Linked DNA regions of Bicyclus anynana: region 2 is linked to region 1. The links are chromatin contacts, called in public Hi-C maps. All regions are on one chromosome and are shown on one strand. The core of a region is the stretch at or near the end of the contact, and the rest is flanking DNA. Distances in the headings are between cores, read along the strand shown.

What was found. A called contact is a pair of places that touch in the nucleus more often than the background predicts.
Region 2: a contact with region 1 is called in a Hi-C map of whole larva, with 6 times the contacts expected there. The contact joins the enhancer-like site here to the promoter of LOC112053467 in region 1. A contact is called at or near these places in 2 of 2 Hi-C or Micro-C datasets (whole body and whole larva).

Annotation. Positions count from the first base shown.
Region 1 is chr4:15,760,893-15,766,800 of ilBicAnyn1.1, reverse strand. LOC112053467 (nuclear hormone receptor FTZ-F1 beta) reads right to left here and starts at 3,085. Exons shown (of 17, transcript XM_052881178.1): 1 at 2,717-3,085. LOC112053463 (ras-related protein Rab-9B) reads left to right here and starts at 3,736. Exons shown (of 4, transcript XM_024092872.2): 1 at 3,736-4,272. The coding sequence starts at 4,063.
Region 2 is chr4:15,800,675-15,806,582 of ilBicAnyn1.1, reverse strand. All of the region lies in intron 1 of LOC112053467 (nuclear hormone receptor FTZ-F1 beta), which reads right to left. Among protein-coding and RNA genes, the nearest start is that of LOC112053467, 40 kb to the right of the region's middle. Within about 2 kb of position 2,777, at least 8 of the 8 cell types and tissues checked have open chromatin away from gene starts, as enhancers often do.

The DNA.
Region 1 (5,908 bases), core at 1,836-4,335:
TTTAAAGAAATCGTAAATGGACTGAACAAATAGCAGGTAGGTGCATATATGTATACTCGTATCTGTTCCATACGGTTTGTGTCATGCTTATCTTTGTGTAGGACAATCAGATAAACCAAGAATGTTCCTACTTACCTACTCAGTATTCACTATTAGTATTAATATATTTAGAAAACTACATACTCGTAAGTAGAAGAGGTGCCTCACTTTTTTATATTCTTTACAAGTTAGCCCTTGAAGCAGGCTAACTTGTTGGGAGTAGGATGAAAATCCACACCCCATTCAGTTTCTAGACGATATCAAACCGGAACGCTAAATCGCTTGGCGGTACGTTTTGCCGGTTGAGTGGTAACTAAACATGGCCGAAACCTCCCGCCAGCCAGACCTGGACCAATTAAGATAACTTAATCAGCCAAGCCGGAGATCGAACTCAGGACCTCCGTCTTGTAAATCGCGCATACCACTGCGTCACGGCGGTCGTCCAAAAACTAATAAACAATATGAAAATGAACTCTATAAAAGCATAAAAGCCCTGCATATCATAAAGACTTAAAAGACGTTACTCTATCAAGTAGCTTTCGCCATAAAGCACTGGCAAGATGAAATGTAACTTAGATTATAGTCAAGCAGTTTTGGGTGATGCCGTAACTGACATATAAATTCTCTTCACAGTTTACTTTTCATTGAGTTCATCATACCTGTACTTGTTCCTAAGGTACATACATACCGTTGCGAGACATATGATACCTCATAGGTGTTAGCACAGAAAAGGTAATGTTCTAAGTGCCTGTAGTAACCAGACCTTCATCATTTTATTATAGCTGAAAGCCATTTTTTTTAAATTGAAATGATTTAACATTTATCAACTTATGCATGCTCCATTCTTTTCTATAGGTATGTATTTACTAAAACAGGTGTGGTAGAAACTAGGGACGTTGTATCTTAGTGGCTATGGAAAGTAAGTAGCAGATTTCAAAGTTCCACACCCTCAACCGTCAATGCACAAAGGGGATTTTGGAAAATCGTAGGGATGACATCTGGCTAATTGATTTGGTGCATTTTAGAGTTTAATTGCTTAAAGTATAATACATTTTATTCAATATAGTTTCAAGTGAATTGGAAGCTAAGCAAGTCTTTTGAGTAATTAATTCGATTTTCTCGCTAGACTCAATCAAAAATTTTGGTAAGGTTGCCTTCGTTTTACTAAAGCATGACTTGACTTGACTATAGGTAGGACTGACTGACGGACACCGTTGGACGATGAACATTGACCATTTTCACACTAATAGAGCAAATTATTTGCTTCTCTTCCACAATGGTTGTCTGGAAGAGATCGTTCTTTAGCGATCTCTTCCAGACTTTAGCGATTTAGAGCGATAAGAGAAGACCGATAATTTGTACATTAGTTTCTAAGTCTTATTATAAGTTATTGTTTATTTTTGTTTTTAATGTACAATAAAGTATATTTCTTCTTCTTCTTCTATTGGAAAAAAAAATCATTACATGACGACATGGATTATGGAAAAAACTGTGAAGCGCTAATGTAAAAAATTGCACAAAGCGAAAAGGTATATATTTTTTTTTATATTTTTATCAGGAAAATAAGAGTGAGGTAGGTCATGTCCCCATACGCTAACTTAGCTCCGTAAACCTTCGATACGTCAAAGTTTAAAATCTGAACCTTTAACGAAGTTTTTCATCCGATCTGGACCTTTCTAACATACCTCCTAAAGTCACCATGTAAATACTCCATAATTACCCACCGTACTTTCAGTTTTTATAAAACAACGAAGTTCTGGTCATCCCAGACTCCTGCTCTATATTAGTATTTAATATAAGATGCAAGTTATTATGCATGTGTGTTTATATTAGAAACGTGCTCAAGCTAAGGACATTGGTAATCGCATAGCAAGACGCTTGTGGAAGCGAGCTTCTATGAAATACCGTTACTTAAATGCAAATTTAAATGCCTTGGCATCTTTATATGTAGATACAACTTAAGTAGGTTGTTTAGATTGGAGTTTGGAAAAGTTTATAAACTAGATTTTAAATTAATTTAACGATTATAAAAGTAGGATATAATTTGAAGGAGAATTACATATCCTACCTACCCGTACAAAGAAGTAAAGTGTTTTTAGTAATGCCCTAATATATATCTTTTGTATTAAAAGTTATTCCATATTTATATACAAACATAGGCTATAGGCTATATCAAACGGTAAAAATATAAAATATAAATAATTATCATATACCTACAACCTCTACATAAGCTTATTCTTTAATTTACCTTTCTTTTATTTACTAATACGACTAGTAAAATAGGTAAGTTTAGGTAAGCAAGTAGTTAACAATAACTGACAGCATGAATTGTAAATTAAAAAAAGAAACAACTTAATAATTACCTATTAATATAACGAAATATAAAACGCATCTAATACGCGATCTCGCGAAAAGTTTAACTTTACAAATAAAAAAAAAACAATTAATCAGTGAAGTGCGCGACAGTCACCCAAACAAAACTCAGGGACGTCGAGCGGCGAGGGGCGGGGGTGAGCACCCTTCGCGTCACGTGACGCGCGACCTTCAGGCGGCGCACCGACCTTGAGCGCCGCTCGCCCCGCGCGCGGGTCAGAGGTGAATGCACGCCAACCCCCCGCGCGCACCCGCCGCCCACCTCGTCCTGCTACGGACCCGAATGCCATCTAATGCCACTCACCTCGCTCCCGGCTACACCATGGCACCCAGGCGCCACCCACCAACATCCCGGTCTCATGCACCCTGCCGCCGCGAACAGGTATTAGCGACGCGGCACACCTTTCCCATAAAATATCACCGACAAGTTTATTGACATCGAGTCGCTACTCGCAACTCGCTCGCACAATTGCGCAAATGTATAATTTTTGTAACTTTCCAAATCACACTATGTTTACGTTCGAATAAGAAAACACTTATCTCGCAAAATAAAACGTCCGTTCACTCAATAAATACTTTTTGTAAGGGAAAACATTGAACACAAGGGTTTACGCTAACAATAATAATCACACCATGTCCTCTCACCTCCGCAAAACAAAGCGGAATAAAGTCAATCGAGCGAACTGACATCTAGCGAGTCATACTGCAAAATAAACATTCGAACATGACATCTAGCGACAGGAAAGGAGTTTACCTTTTTCGTTTTTGCTAACAACCCAATAGAGGGAAACACAAGTACAAAGATAAGGAATTATTTATTATTTTTAGGCGTCAATAATTTTATTTTGCTTCATTTTATTTTTTTTTATCAAAATAATCTAACATACTCTTACAAAATAGGAATGTAAAAAAGAAACAATTATTGATTATGAATGACAGTTTTTAACTACTGTTATTAATAATCTGTATCGCAGAATGTCATTATTTAATGTTGCCACACTTAGGGTATTTACATGAATTGTGGGATTGATAACTGTAGTTTAATTTAAAAAAAAAAAAAAAGAATTTATTTGTTAGCATAACACATAACAACAGAGTAACTTGGAATTTTTATAAACATAATGTGTAACTGTTATGTTTTCAACTATAATTATAAATGTTAGTAATTTAAGTGTTTGTAACAATTTACAGATTACATTTAGCTTTCGAATGGTACTAATTTCGCAGTATAATAATTTGGCCAAAAAGTTCCATATCATTGAAATAGGGGAAATAGTTCAAATTGAAATAATGTTGGAATTAAAAATATATATGAGGTAATCATAACAACTTAACTGGCAATTCCTTTATTTACAAAAAAGAGAGATCAGCTGTGAGCTGTCGTTTACAATTTTAATTAATTTTGTTTTATTTTCGTGTATTATTCCACCGCAGTGACGTTGTATGAGGATAATTTTTTTCGAGTGATTATTTTTTTTGTGTGTGACCATTCGGTGATTCAATACATAATTGCCTGAAAAGATTCACGTGATATCCTTGAGAGGCGAGTCCATTACTCACTAATTAAATAGATCTATCTGTTATATTCAAGGCTGAGGCAATAAAGCAGTGTTTCGCGAGTTTAGTGACTATTATGACAGTTTTTAATACATGATGGGCGAAGATTGCGATGGATACGGAAGGACGGCGAACAAAAATATACTCTTGAAAATTGTTATATTAGGCGATGGAGGGGTCGGCAAATCGTGTCTAATGAGCAGATTCATATCAAACCACTTCGATGATCACAACTTTCATACGATAGGCGTGGAGTTCATGAACAAGGTGGTGGAAGTAAACGGCAAGCAATATACTTTACAGGTAACACTTTTTACTTTAGAACAACATTAAAGATTTTTTTGCTCATACCAGAAATGTATAAGAATGTAAGGTCTGAACATGAGATATATGGTTCTGCTGTGTACTTAAACATATTCCAATGTGATTACAATTTATCAGCATGTTACAATGTCAGGGCGGACTAGAAGCACATAGAATTTAACTAACGGACGCCCACAACTTTATCCCATGGATTTTCAGGGATAAAAAGTAGCCTACGTGTTAATCCAAGGTAAAATCTATTTCCATTCCAAATTTCAGCCAAATCGCTTCAGTAGCTACAGTGTCAAGGAGGAACAAACATACTTACACATAAACTTTCGCCTTTATAATATAATTGTGATATGATTTATCTTGCGTATCAACATTAATGATGGATGGTATCAACACACACTACTATCAAAATTAATGAATGTCAGGAATTAATTATAATTAATTAATCTCTAAGTATTAAAGACCATAAGAACAGCATTAGTACTGTATGATTATGAGAACTGATAAAATCAGTCTCAGATTAGTATAATGTTTGGAAATGTAAGAGATTTTGGAAAATTTAACCCCTATAGCATGAATAAATAAAGAAAATGAATAAAGGGGAAGAATGTCCAGTTGCAGGTATTTACTAATCTATCAAATTCATGCAGGCAAAGATTTAAAACCATTTATACTCTGAGATAATTTTGTGTTATTAATGATAATAAATGTAGGTGTTTTATGTATTCAGCCTGTTAGCAACAGAAATTGCTTGTTTCCTTTTAAAATTTATTCATTGAGCCCAATGAAGCGTAGATTATATGTAATTTCATACCATTGTCTTGCATGTCAGTAATAAATATTCAAGATAATTTAGTAAGATCTTACACTAAATCTTTTATAAACAGGTACACAATAATAGATAAAAAATTTACACTTATAAGAGAATTTTATGCTTATAATAAGGCATGAAGCTGATGTCAACGGAAAACTTTATAGATAACAGGCTTAACAAATCTTGATAAGTATAGCCTTTAAAAGCCATACTTTTGTCATGACACTAATATTATAAAGGCAAAAGTTTGTGTCTAAGTATGTTTGTTCCTACTTTATGCTGCAGCTTGCAAATTGATTTGTCTGAAATTTGGAATGGAAATAGATTTTACTCTGGATGGTTCCTGTGGAAATTTGAAAAAAGTGAATTGCACATGGATGAAGTTGTGAATGTTTGTTATAATTTTTTATCAAGATTGATAAAAAACAAATATATACATATAGATAGAAGTAACAACCTGTTACATATATACAAAAAATAACAGAAATTCACTCAAAAGTTTTTAGGGTTCCTTAGTAGAACTATCACCCCTTAAAGGGATTGTTATGTGTTTCCAGTGACCCTGTTTATAAGAAATCATCCATATTCACCATTTCAATTCACCTATTTCAATATTTCACATGAAAAATTTTCAGCAGACATTACTTAATGACAAAAGTCTGGAATTCATAGGTTCATACTTGGACCATTATTATAAATTTTTCATTAGTATTGTACAGTAGACATTAGGCAATTAGTAAAGATAGTCAGTTCCCTTGTTATGTGAAACACTAGGTATTTCAACAGTTGCAAGGGCAAACAATATAATTT
Region 2 (5,908 bases), core at 1,528-4,027, 40 kb before region 1:
CTAGCATAGCTTTAGCAGGTAATTCCGACTGGCAGTATGTCAGTCCGATACTCTTTCATATTTCTCATAAATCGTACTTATTACTAGGTTATTTAGTGTCACGAAATTCGTAAGTTTTCGAGCTTATTACACTCAGACATTTGAAATCGGAGTAACATGCGTTTTAAGAGAAAAAGGAGTATTTTTATTTATTTCATTGCAGGACGGATTTTTCTAGTTATCGGGTAAAATAGCAAAACATACGAGTGATACGTTTTATCCTTCTTCTTCTTATGATATAATACTTCTTCACCATAATAACGATATTAATGACAGATTTTTGTTTTTTCCTATCTTCCTTTTCTAGAACGTGTCTAGAACCTATCTAGGTATAGGTTTATGTACACACTTTGGGTCCGTAAGCTATATAATCATAAGAAGTGTTGGACTTATAATATATCGGGTTATAACATAACATGAATCTTCTTTTTTAGGAGCTTCTCTAGTTTGTACATACATTGAAACTTAAGAACCTATATACCAGTAGGTATCCACCATATGGACACGAATTGGACCTGTTAGCCTTCGATTCATAAGAAATGATTATAATATAGCGCACTATATAATAACACAAGTTGGACCTTACGGAATTCCATTCCAAAATAGGTATACATTTCAACAGATATTTAATATGCAGCGTGGAAAATTTAGGTAGCCAATAATATCATTGATTTATTTATCATTTTATGTAAATCGATTCTTTTCAATATTGGCATAAATTATGAACTTCTACGTTACTTCCTTCTATTTTTTAATAATAATAAATTATACAAAATATGTTAAAGTTATACTATGTAAGGTCTCGGGCTCCGTGAGGTTTATAGCAAAGAAAATTCAGGAAAAATTTCAACGTAGGGTAGGGGTAGGGTAAGGGTAGTGTAGAGTAGGGGTAGTTGAAAGTTTACATCGAGTTTCACGTGGACAAAGTCGCGGGCGTCCGCTAGTTAGGTATATTTTCTACATATTAGGTAAACACCAGATAAATGATGGAAAAATAAGTGGAAAAGCAACATAATGGCTGTATACATATACAAATACCTAAGCTGTATAATTTACCTAACATTTTTCGTTTGGAAAAATTTCCTAAACCATAGGTAATGTTCTTACAACTACTAACTTCACACTAATATTATAATGAAAATGCGAAATTTTGTATGGATGTTTTGTTACTCTTTAACGCCGCAACTACTGAACTGATTTGGCTGAAATTTGGAATGGAAATAGATTTTACTCTGGATTAACACATAGACACATATACATTAACTACGGGACACCCTGTATAGCTATGTATGGAGGTACCTAATAATAGATAGGCTCGGTTGAGTGATGTCCTTGTGTTCAGTCGAGTTGTCGATGGACAGACGAGGCGTCGACCGATAACTATCTTAAGGTCAGCACTATCTGCCTGACGTCACCTCGCACCATTCCTTTGAGTTGCGATAAATATCATTCTGGTATACAATCACCTGCCTTTCAATACGAGAAACTACTTGGTAATATTTATCGATAAGTTTTTATCCGACTGATGAAATAGGGTTATGTTTTTTTACATTAAATAAGTAGGTGTCTTTACTAATATTGTAAAAAGGTAACGTTTGTGAGGTTGTAGGGGGTAATCTACTGAACCGAGTTTGAAAATTCATAATATTTTTTTTTAATTGGTCTACGATCTTCTTTTACACAGATGGGTGTTACTTGTGTTCTTGACCCGATGAGCTGAGTTCAAGTGTCTCTAGAGACTGATGCACCCCTACAAGTATATAATAAGAGCTATTCCGACATAATCATGAGTGTCATGAACCATGTCGTCCGTTGACTTAGCGCTTCCTATCCAGTTGGCTTGCGCCACTAATTGGCTTGTCGTCTTTACCCAGTACTGTCTGTACAGCTGGGAGTTTCCCGTTTCCTTGACCCCGATGGTCTGAGCTCGATTGTCTCTCGCGATGCACCCCTGCTAGCGTCCAATAAAAGCCATTCCGAGATGAGACAAGTATCATGAACCAAGTCAACAGATCATTGACTTAGAGTTTTCTAACCAATTAATACGCCTCTAATTGGCTTGCGTTCTTTACCCAGTAGGTACTGTCTGTACTGTAATGAGCTGAGGTCGAGTGTCTCTGAGAGAGCGATTCACTCCTGCTAGCATATCGTATGAGCCATTCCGAGTTTAGACAAGTGTTATGAACCATGTCGTTAGATCATTGACTTTTAGCGCTTTCTGTCCAGATAGTACGCCACTAATTGGCTTGCGTCCTTTACCCAGTACTGTCTGTACAGTTGGGAGTTTCCCGTGTCCTTGACCCCGACGATCTGAGGTCAATTGTCTCTCGCGATGCACCCCTGCTAGCGTACAATAAAAGCCATTCCGAGATTAGACAAGTATCATAAACCAAGTCAACAGTTTATTGACTTAAGAGCTTTCTATCCAATTAATACGCCTCTAATTGGCTTGCGTTCTTTACCCAGTACAGTCTGTAGGTACAGTTGGGAGTTTCCTGTGTCCTTGCCCCGATGAGCTGAGGTCGAGTGTCTCTAGAGAGCGATGCACTCCTGCTAGCATATAATATGAGCCATTCCGAGATTAGAAAAGTTTCATGAACCGTGTCATCAGATCATTGACTTAACGCTTTCTGTCCAGTTAGTACGCCACTAATTGGCTTGCGTTCTTTACCCAGTACAGTCTGTACAGTTGGGTGTTTCCCGTGTCCTTGACCCCGATGAGCTGAGGTCGAGTGTCTCTAGAGAGCGATGCACCCCGCGCCGACGCACTAACTGAAATAGACGAGGTAAACACCCGCAGATAGATCTACTGCGAATTCTACAACGAACAAATAGAGCATATTATTAATTTTCAGAACTAACGACCAGTGATATTATATTGCTAGAGCATGTTCGCAACACCGTTCATAACCATTATTTTTTTCAGCAAAAAAATGCCATATCCAATCGGGTTAGCCGCGAAAAGGTAACAAACAGACTTCAATATAATAAAACATACCTACTATAGTATGGATACAGAGCAACCGCTGAAAGAAAAGTCGTTTTCAATATAGAGAGTAAAAAGAACCTTTTTTGTACAGAATTTCTCAAAATGCCTTATATTAGGAAGGCGTTAGCACTAATAATATTACGTTTATATCATAGTTATACTAAAAATACCGTACTTTATTGTCTCCCTATAACTGGTAGAATCGCTTCAAACAGTCAAACTTTCGAAAGTGCTTGTAAACAAAGCCATCTTGAAAAAGCCGAATTTGAATTTGCACAACTCGGATACAGACTTACAATTTATTTATTACTATTATTTCTATTGTAATTAAGCTTTTTTTATAACCCATCGCATTTCCGGACAAAGACCTCCTCCAAACTCTTCCATAGTTTTGGATTCGTCTTGGTCTCATGAAGGGCCCATATAGTCTACTAAGTCATCTCGTGACCTGCATACTGGTCTTCTTCTCTTATTATAGTAGGGGAGCTGAAGAGCATTTCGAACATTTGACGATTTGAGCGTAACATAATGGAATGGGAGGTTTCCAAAGTTACAAAATAAAATCCTTATATTTTTTTTCTCAAGTTATGAGCGTGATTAATTTTTTACTTATTTTGCAGGTTACCTCCTAATTAATCGCTAAAATTTTCGGACAATTTCAATAAGCCAAAGCAATAAAAAATTCTTTTAAGTCTGTAGTTTTTTTCTCCACCATTAAAAGCGAAAAATGTTTTATTCTTCCTATCATTTAATCTACCAAATGTAATCGGTCCCCATGACGCTTTAGTAACCGCAAATTTGGCACCCCGGGCTCCCCTACTATTATATGTTGGGCATCTAGCATTTATTTATACAGCCCATCTGTTGTTGTCCAACCCAATTCCATTTATTTTTCGATTTATTCGTGTTACAATATAAAACACTAAATATACCAACAATAATCATCACTCGCCGAACGTCGTGAAGGTTACATTCTTATCAAGGACGTTGTTTAGCCTAATCTTGTTGTGCAAGTGTCTAATAATCTTTATTGGACGTGATAAGACATAACTAACCTTAATAATAACATAGCAGATAATGATACCTACTTTTCAATCTAGGCTGCAGTTGTGGGAATTTAGTTGTGTAATTGCAATTATAGTGGATATGACCTCTGCCTCCGATTCCGCAGGGTGTGGGTTCGAATACGGTCCGGGCATGCATGCACCTCCAACTTTACAGTTGTGTGCATTTTAAGAAATTAAATATCACGTGTCTCAAACGGTGAAAGAAAACATCGTGAGGAAACCTGCATACCAGATAATTCTTGGTTTTCTGCGTGTGTGAAGTCTGCCAATCCGCATTGGGCCAGCGTGGTGGACTATTGGCCTTACCCTTCTCATTCTGAGAGGAGACTCGAGCTCAGCAGTAAGCCAAATATGTGTTGATAACGACGAATTATAAAACAGTACAACTATCTATTGTACATGTTACTGGCAATCGATATAATTCAGGTATTCTATACAATGCCTAGGTAATTTACTGAATACCGGGGACGAATGGGGGGGAATGTATTAATGTATTTATAACTGGCGTCACAACAGTAACTTAAATTGGTAACATATCACTGACATTAAGACTCCAGATATTGAATGTGACTCGTGCCCCTTCATTCAGCTTCACCTTCTAGACCGAATCGGGATCGATGTCATGTAAGGCAATGGCCTACTACTAAAATCTACACGTAAACACTATCAGAATAAAGGTCGTACAAATACAAGCAAATTGTTCCCGTACGTTATGATTCTCAAAACTAGTATAAAATAATAAATCAAATGTATTCAAGCTCCGAACTCACTGGTTTCTGTATAGGAATATTATACTTTTATAGCAGAAATTAGCACATAGTTCGAAGAGCCGATGGAAGTTGGGGTCCCAAAGTGCTGGAATGGCGACCCCGCACTAGTAAGCGCAGTGTTGGCCGACCCCCCACCAGGTGGACTGACGACATCAAGCGAGTCGCAGGGATTCGCTGGATGCAGGCGGCTCAGTATCGTGATGTTTGGAAGTCCCTACAAAAGGCCTATGTCCTGCCGTGGACGTCCATCGGCTGATATGATGATGATGATGATGATGATAGCAGAAATATTTCTGTACCAGGTGAACGACTTATTCAATAGAGCCGCCGCGTCAGGGAACTCATTATGAACTTTGAAACTAATCGTAGACTCTGCCAAGCCACATTTACTGTCGCTATACTAGCAGACGCCGTAGTTCCCGTAGGAATACGGGCATAAAATATAGCCTACTAGCAGACGCCCGCGACTTCGTCCGCGTGAAATTTAGTTTTTCACAAATCCTTCGGGAACCATGGACTTTTCCGGGATAAAAAGTAACTAATTTGTTAAACCAGAGTAATATCTATTTCCATACCAAATTTCAACTAAATCGGTTTAGTAGTTTCGGCGTTTAAGAGTAACAAACATCCATACAAACTTTCGCGTTTATAACATTAGTAGGATGAACAATGGGGATGATGACTAGGTTTGAATATATTGATTTTTAAGATACATTCGGGTAAATAGGGTCAAGGTTAACTAATTTATATATAAAAAGCAAAGGTTGTCTGGATATTTGTAAAATAAAGGAGATTATTAAATTTCAAAATCTACTAAAAATCTTTTGTCGTAATTAGATGAAAATTCATACAGTTTTAGCTTCCTTACATTAAATGTGACATTTTTTAATACAGGAACTATAAACATAAACATAAACGCACAAATAACAAAGATATTAGTAATTTGGTTTGAACGCACATACAAATCTAACGATCAGTACATTCATTGCCTACGACGTCATTAGTTCGTGCCATTTTGTATGGGGCGTTTTTCAGGGATCCGC